2 separate regions of the Gossypium hirsutum genome follow, and region 2 is linked to region 1. The links are chromatin contacts, called in public Hi-C maps. All regions are on one chromosome and are shown on one strand. The core of a region is the stretch at or near the end of the contact, and the rest is flanking DNA. Distances in the headings are between cores, read along the strand shown.

What was found. Hi-C and Micro-C count contacts between places; a contact is called where the count stands out from the background.
Region 2: a Hi-C map of leaf shows a contact between it and region 1, with 1.8 times the contacts expected there. The contact joins the promoter of LOC107899455 here to the promoter of LOC107899451 in region 1. A contact is called at or near these places in 3 of 34 Hi-C or Micro-C datasets (anther, callus and leaf).

Annotation. Positions count from the first base shown.
Region 1 is chrD04:18,705,708-18,709,996 of Gossypium_hirsutum_v2.1, forward strand. It overlaps LOC107899451 (transcription factor GTE6), which reads right to left and starts at 2,011. Exons shown (of 9, transcript XM_016825176.2): 1 at 1,823-2,011; 2 at 941-1,066; 3 at 357-572. The coding sequence starts at 1,066. It also overlaps the pseudogene LOC107899452.
Region 2 is chrD04:19,000,595-19,004,883 of Gossypium_hirsutum_v2.1, forward strand. It overlaps LOC107899455 (transmembrane protein 230), which reads right to left and starts at 1,872. Exons shown (of 2, transcript XM_041092096.1): 1 at 1,460-1,872; 2 at 1,051-1,372. The coding sequence starts at 1,646. The coding sequence ends at 1,251.

The DNA of each region.
Region 1 (4,289 bases), core at 761-3,260:
CATGAAATTGGAAAAAGATCATGTTTGAAATATCATATCACCCTTGTATGAAATGCTTAGTTAGTTTAATCGAACCAGATATGAAGATGGTAATGGAGTTTTCAAGAATCTTAAACCAAAAGTCTAAATTAATTATAAATGCTCGAAACAAACTTCAAATAACTGCTATAATTTCTAATTCACTCATTACCAATGTTTAGCTTGATTGAAGACCTCAAAGACTTAAAGCAGCCTGGCTACCAATGAAGTATATGCTAGGCAAAAGGCTTAAAAGCCAAGATCATTTTGATTAAGATAACATTTACGGCATAAGGTAACTGAAATCAAACAAGCACTTGCAGAGAATAAGTGGTTACCTGACGCACTATTGTGCCAAATTGGCGCATAAGCTCTTGCATTCTCTTTGCAGCAGCAGCTTCCCGTCGCGACGCATCTTGTTGCTGCTTTTTAATGCTTGGAACTTGTCTTCCCTTATCTCGTTCCTTTCCCATGGAGCTTCCTTTAGAACTGCTCTGTTGCTTTTTACTTGAATTCAAGTTGAATTGTTCCACTTCATTCACCTTTTGCTCAAGCTAAAAGAAGGAAAAAAAATTAACCAATAGTTCAATTTAAATTAAAAAATCCAGAAACTGAGAATCCAGAAGCAGCATGCTTTTTCCTTTTTGGAACTAAAGCACTAAGATCAGCATTGTATTTACAAAATTTATGGAAATAGTCAATAGAAGCTAATACGGTACCATATTATATGCAATATAAAAGTACATTCCCTACCCTATTCATTATATACTTCTATTTTGAAGGTTATACTCCTACATAACAGTAAAACAGATACAAACAAGTGCAATTATACAATTATTTTTAGTAGTCCATCTTTTAACTGTAAACCATTAAATAAACTCAAGAGGAAAGAGATGTCACAAAGTCCTAATTTATCACTTACCTCGTCAACCTTTTGAAAGATTTCATCAACCCGGATTTTGAACTGCTCCGCTTCCGCACTATTATCTTTCGAAATTCCAGTTTCAGCAATTTCAAAATCAGGAATTGATGCCATTACCTGTTCCATCTAACCATAAAATGGAAGACGAAAAACTAATGAATGCCATGTAACTATTAGATCATAAGCATATACCAGTAGAAACATATGCAATCATGGAAGTACAATGAGAATACATACAGCAGCAATACCAAAAGGAAACAGGAAAATTTGAGGAAAAACTATACAGGACTTATATCACTATAGTTTTGAAGGACAAAAAATTCAAAATTCTTACAATTATCATAGGAAACACCATTTTCGAATTTGTATAGCCATTAGATAAAAAAGCAAACTTCCCCACAATTTTGCCAATCAAAATTCAAAATTCTCAACATCCCCATCATTCCTAAAATGAAGAAAAACAAGAACCCAAAATTCAAAAAAGCCTAATGCATATCCACCTATTCAAACTCATTCAGTCAAGTCTATAGGTCTTACATTTCAACTTCAATACCCCCCACTAAAAAGAATTAGAAGAAAGATTGATGTTCTTTAAAACAGAAACACTAAACAAGTAAAAAGTAACCCCCAAAAAAGGGGGACATTTTAACCCCTTTTTTTTTTCCCTTTTGGAGGGGTTCAACATAAAGATAAAAAACCAAAGGTTTTCAAGTAAACCCCATTATCAGATCAACCCCAAAAGAGCACAAAAACTAATCAAACTTCCAAAAAAAGAATGATTTGAAGACATGAAAGAGAAGAACAAGTGGAAACACATTCAAATACGTATAAAAGGTACGGATAAACATAAGAAAACGTAGAAACGTAGAGAGAAAAAGCTACCAGAGAAGAGGGGGAGTTCAATTAAGGAAATGAAAAACCGCTTATAAAGGAAATGGGAAATGAAAAATGATTGAAGGGAGAGTTTCGCTTTCAAGTTTCAAAGGACTATTCGGCCGTCGCGTTTCTACTGCTCTGGGTGCGATGCGTGCTCGGCTCTTATGGTTTTTTTGTCTCCACCAGAGGGAAACGATGTCGTTTTCCTTTGTATTCTGTTACATCACAAATATTATGATCTTGTCGTACAATCAATTATTAATGTAAATGTGGTTAAATTGGTAAAACTTTGTCATAAGTCCCTGTACTATTCATAAGTTTGAAATTTAGTCTTTATACTTTTGCTTTTAGTAACTTAGTTTCTATACTTTTCAGATTTTAAACAAAATTTAAGTTCAACTCTTAACACTATTAAAATTATATTATTAATTTTAGGTTCATTACAATGTCGTTTGTTTAGTTATATTACACAAGTGAGTTTTTTTTTTATTTCAAAATGCCATTACAACAAATTTAACAAAAGAAATTTAACAATATTAAAATTGAACTTGAATTTTGAAATCTTAAAAATAGATGGACTAAATTACTAAAAATAAAAATTACAAAGATTAAATTTTAAATTTGTAAAAAAGTATAAGAAGGTATGACATATTTTAGCCTCATTAAATTATATATTTTAAGTCTAATCATTAAACTCTTAATTATATATCAGTTCAACTCGAAATTAATTAAAAAATAAAAATTATATTTTTATTATAAGGGTATTTATGTATTTAATAATTTCATAATTTTTAAACCTTTTGGGAATATAAAATTTCAAATTAAAAAATTTAAATGAATGAGTAGTAAAATTAGAATAATCAAAGTTATTTGGATGCAAGTCCAAACCTTTAATATAAAACCAAGAAAATGAGAAGAAAATAATATTTATCTCCATCTCCAAAACAAAGAAATGTGCCAAAATCCAAACCAAAACTCTAATACCTGTATTTATCAGTCAAGTTTAATCTATCAATTAATATTTATTACACATTTTTTACTAAATAAATGTGCATTAAAACAAACCAAAGTTTAGATATCAAAATGCTAGGTATAACAAACATTCAAAGCCAATAAGAGTCCAGGAATCCACCTAAAATCTCCTGTATTTAACATGGACACATTTTAAAGAGTTTGAAACTACACAACGGACTCACCACCGCCTATCAAGAACCCAGTTCTGCGAACAATATCCTCGACGGTGATGACTTGAAACTATAACTATTGAAACAACTGACTATGATGGACATAACAAAAGTTATGTTGTAATGATATAGTTTGGTTGGATCAACTAAAATCCGCACGGTTCACTTGCCACCCTTCTTGGCAGCAGACTTGGTCACCTTGGCTCCAGATGGATCTTTCTTCTCCACGCTCTCGATAACGCCGACAGCAACAGTCTGCCTCATGTCCCTCATAGCAAAACGACCCAGTGGGGGATACTCAGCGAAGGTTTCCACAACCATGGGTTTGGTGGGAACCATCTTAACAAATCCTGCATCACCATTCTTCAAGAACTTGGGTTCCTTCTCAAGCTCCTTACCAGAACGCCTGTCAATCTTGGTCACCAGCTCTGCAAACTTGACTGCAATGTGGGAGGTGTGGCAATCAAGGACAGGTGCATATCCATTTCCAATCTGCGCTGGGTGGTTCATGATGATGACTTGGGAAGTGAAATTAGCTGCCTCCTTGGCAGGATCATCCTTCGAGTTCGAAGCAACATATCCTCGCTTCAGATCCTTCACAGCAACATTCTTGACATTGAAGCCGACATTGTCACCTGGAAGAGCCTCTGTAAGAGACTCATGGTGCATCTCAACAGACTTAACTTCAATGGTCAATCCAGAGGGACCAAAGGTTACAACCATACCAGGCTTGAGGATACCAGTTTCAACACGACCCACGGGGGACAGTTCCAATACCTCCAATCTTGTACACATCCTGAAGTGGAAGGAGTGGCTTGTCAGAGTTGGACCCTTGTACCAATCAAGGTTGGTGGACCTTTCAATCATGTTGTCACCTTCAAAACCGGAGATGGGGACAAAAGGAATCTTCTCAGGGTTGTAACCAACCTTCTTCAAGTAGGAAGACACTTCCTTCACAATTTCATCATACCTAGCCTTTTGAGTATTTGGGGGTTGTGGCATCCATCTGTAAATGAAATAAATAGATATGTCATGCATAAGAATAATTACTAATTACAAGGCAACCAATTAGAAACTACTGAACATAAAAGCCTGAATGCAATGACCTACCTTGTTGCAGCAGCAAATCATTTGCTTGACACCGAGAGTGAAAGCAAGCAGAGCATGCTCACGGATCTGTCCATCCTTGGAAATACCTGCCTCAAAACCTCCAGTGGTAGAGTCAATGATAAGGACAGCACAGTCGGCCTGGGAGGTACCAGTAATCATGTTCTTGATAAAGTCGCGAT
Region 2 (4,289 bases), core at 622-3,121, 290 kb after region 1:
GAGAGTCCTTATGTAAATGTGTTCTTGTGACTCGTGATGAGACCACTTCAAATCACTGGATCCAAATGCTCATAAACTCCTAGTAGAGATGCTTTAGCCAAATTTGTTCGTTCAAAATTATTTGACTTGCTTGTGGAAAATAAATATTGCTATTGATCAAGATATAGAATCAAATCCCTTGATCAGTGTTCTTTATATTTATGAATTTGAGAGTTTTAAGACAACCAACTTTGAGCAATTCTGCATCAATTTAACAAATGAAAAGCAACAGAAGCATTTTAACCAACACATTTTTAAGATGAGTATGAGTTGGAATTGATCGAGAAATTTATGTTGAAGCAGTGAAAGTTTTCTCATAGGAGTTGAGTTTTACAAGCTGAAGCTGGGGAGACATGGGAGCTTTTTCATATTTTATTATTTCAAATTTATTTATTATGTATTAGGTATATTATGGACAGCTAAGGTTATTAGTTATCTAAAACTCTATTTGCAAGAAAGCCAGTGACTTTACTTGCAAGAAAGAAAGCCTATATAAATTAGTTGTAAGCTTTACAGACAACATTATTATTCATATTAGTTTCTTTGAATTAATATAAAGAAATTACAGGTTTTCTATAACCATACGTTTTCTAGTTCCAACTTTCTATTCATGTTTCAGCCCTAACTCTTTCTAATGCTGTTGTTCACTGTCGTAAACCACACCACATGCCCACTGATCCTTTACATGAAAGTGTACATATTTAACTTGTTAGTACAAATATCACCGAATCATACAACAGTTTGGTAAAAACACAGATAAAAAAGTCAAACATGCTGCCGAATTACATGCACTAATCACGCAAGCAGAGCAAATACAATCCTTAATAGCCTCTCCATCTACTCTTTCAAACAATGACAAACCTCTAGCCAATAACATATGCTAAAACTATTAATGAAAGGACTTCTTCAAGTACATGAGATCAATATAACAGCACAGGGTAAGGTAAGCCTTAAGAGATAGCTGGGTTAAAGAAATAAACATTGAGACTGATTTGTAATATTAAGAAACAGTAAATGGGAAGATTAGATATTATTTCATAAAACAACCACAACAAACAGGAATACTGGTCAGAATTGCACTATGAAACAAATAACATACAAAAGTGAAGTCAAGAAAAGAACTGGAGTCCGCAGGAACAAAACATTCAAAAGAAAGTAAATAAATGAAAGAGGATCTGTACATAGGGCAGAGAAGTTGAAGGAGAAGGGCTCTAGACAGGGGGAATGTTGGAGAAGGAGAAGCCTTTGTATCCCTTAAATGCATAATATGCAATCCTTGTATAATAGAAGCCTGGAATGAACAAAATGGATCCGAGTATTGCAAAGAAAAGCCCTGAAAGAAACAAATAGTAACCCAGAGATCAGCTAATTGGCCTAGCTTGAATGAAATTCAATTTATCTTTTAAGAAAGAAACAGAACCATGGGCGCGGTCACCGCCGACTTTGTTGACGGCCATGAAAATACCCAGGATGATCCCAAGGGTGCCAAAGACGAGAAGAGCGACAGCGAGGCCGATCTCCTTGTACGGAGGCCGATTGTTAATGGCGTGGGGAGTGTCCATCATGATATCCTCGTCGGATATCGAGAAGGCATGTTCAACGTACATGGTTACTCTAACTTCAGTATGCTATGCAATTAGATTGAGGAGAGGAACTTGGATTTAGATTTGGATTTGGAGGGATTCGAGCTAAGAAGAGGCGTCTTTCTCCCCCTTTCCCTAGAAGAAGAAGCAGATGAAAGGTCAAAATCAAAAATGAAAAAATGAAAAAAAAAATAGGCATTCACATTTCTCCTCTTCAGTTACCAATTAGGCAATTACCGTGGGCTACTCGCTTTCTCCGTTGATGGTTATTTATTTATTTTAATATTATTAAGCTTAAATGAAAAATTAATTTTTTTAAGAGATTAATTTTTAATTATAGCACTTTTTATTTAGAAATTTTTTTATATTAAGTGATATTTTAACTTTAGGTATCACTTTTGATTTAATTGTTATCTTATTAAAAAAGTTTAATTGAATTAAGGTGTTCAAATTATGCCATTTATCTAATTTATTTAAATGTAATTTTTTAATTGAATCAAATACCTAAACTATAATTTCATAATTAATGTAGGTCCTACCATTACACTCCATTAAAAAAAGTTAAAACTAATCAAATTAGGACACATGACATCTTTTTATTTATTTATTGTTTTCTTTTTAATTTTTTTTTCCTTTTTTTCAATTTTTTTTCTCAATTTTTTTCCACAATCACCAAACTTGTCATATTTGAAAGAATGAAAGAGAAAGGGAGGAGAGGGAGTGACAGCAAGAGGGTGAGATTGTAGCAGGGATAAAATGGAAAGGAGGAGAGAGAGGGAGAGGAGAGGGACGAGGAATGCGGGAGGAGGAGATGGATGGGGGGATTATTAGCTAAAATTCAAAGAATACAAAATGTACACATGATATGCAAATTCCACTAAAAAGCTATAAATGCATGTAATTTCACTTAAGAAACAAACAAAAGCTAAGTAAAAGAGGCATAAAATATAATCATGATGATCACTCATCATAACCCTACAATTAGTTTTTTGCTTGCCCTTAAGTAAAATTAGACATTAATGCAAATGCAACCAAGGGAATTTTTAACTAAAATTGACAACTGAAAATATCAATATATACAATTAAAATAACAGGTTTTGATGAATAAAGTCGAAATTCAATATGCTTAATAAAACATAACAACAACAATAATTTATATAGTTAGAAAGAATTAGAGAAAATAGACCTTGTATGTGACTATACTCAATCTAGCAATGCATAATATGCAAGTAGCATTAAGGTAATCAAGACAACTAAACCAAGTTTTAATATCCTTTCTAAGGTCACCTAAGACTTTAACGTTGTTAGTAATGTAAATTTATTCCAGCAGTTACAAATTATTATTTCCAATAGTTACAAAGTGTTTTTTATAGTTTCAAAAATATTAAATATTTTTCTAACCGTTACATGAAAATATTATCATTTTGTTCCTGCTAAATATTTTTCTAAAATCTTATAAATAGGAGGCATTTTTCCTTCATTTAATACACAACTAAAAAATAAAGCTTCTTCTACTCTCTCTCGACTCTCTTTCATTCTTTCTAAAACTTTAGAATTCTTCTTATATTGCATTAGAGGAAATTCTGTCTAGAAGTTTGAGTTTTAACTGGGACCATCTGTGATCCCTCCAAACTTTCCTAGGAATTTATTCTAGTGTGATTTTTTCAAGTTAATTCTATTTTTAGATTATTTCAAAAGAGTAGTACCAATTGAGTTCTACTTTCCTTATTCGAGTGTATGAATATTGAAGATGTAACGCCTTAAACCCGACCCAATCGTACGGCCGAATTCTGAAAGCTACATTGGCCACAAAAATGACCCAGAAAAATTTTCATAACTTTAAATGTACTTTTTAAATCATTTACGCAGCTCATTCAAACTAGTAAAATCGAATGTTCAGCTTAATTTTCAAATTTCATTTCAAAACCATTTGTCCATGAACATGTCCGAAATAAACTTTCAGAACTTTTGAAAAAAAAATCCAAAACTATTGGCTTCTCAATTTAAAACAAATGAAATAAAGTGTTTATTTTAATTTCATAAAAACCAAGAAAATTTCAGGAATCGAAAAAAATAATATCTCAATTGTAAACATTCAATCCATTATTCAAAACTATTTCAGATTTTCAATCATACTTCTAAACCATTTGTCGTTTTATTCAAAATTTAAAGAATTTGGTTATTCGTTATTATTTTGGAAATAAAAACGTATTAACTTCATAAATCAAATGTCTTTAGAAAACTCATTTGTAAACATTAATAATTTTGAAAACTAAATCTAATTTTATTAAAAACTCATTTTTTAGAAATGCAACGGAAAATGTGTTATTGATGGATTCTATTTTAAAAATCAAGTTTCAAGCGAAATCTTATCAAATACTAATTTATGCAATTTTTAAAACATTATGTCATGCAAGCAATTTATGCAAAACAGAATGAAAAATCCCCAAACTAAAGTCTCATGCCACAGTCCACACACAAACTTATTCCAAACCCAAAATATCAAAATAAAATTTAATTACTTTAATTTAAAAAGAATTCCGAAAAACTCCTCCAAATGTCGTTGTCGAATCCTAACCTTGGAGTTATCTGTAACATCATAAAACTATATGGGGTGAGGTATAAGGCTTAGTGTGAGATTAACAGAAATGTAATCACATACAAATA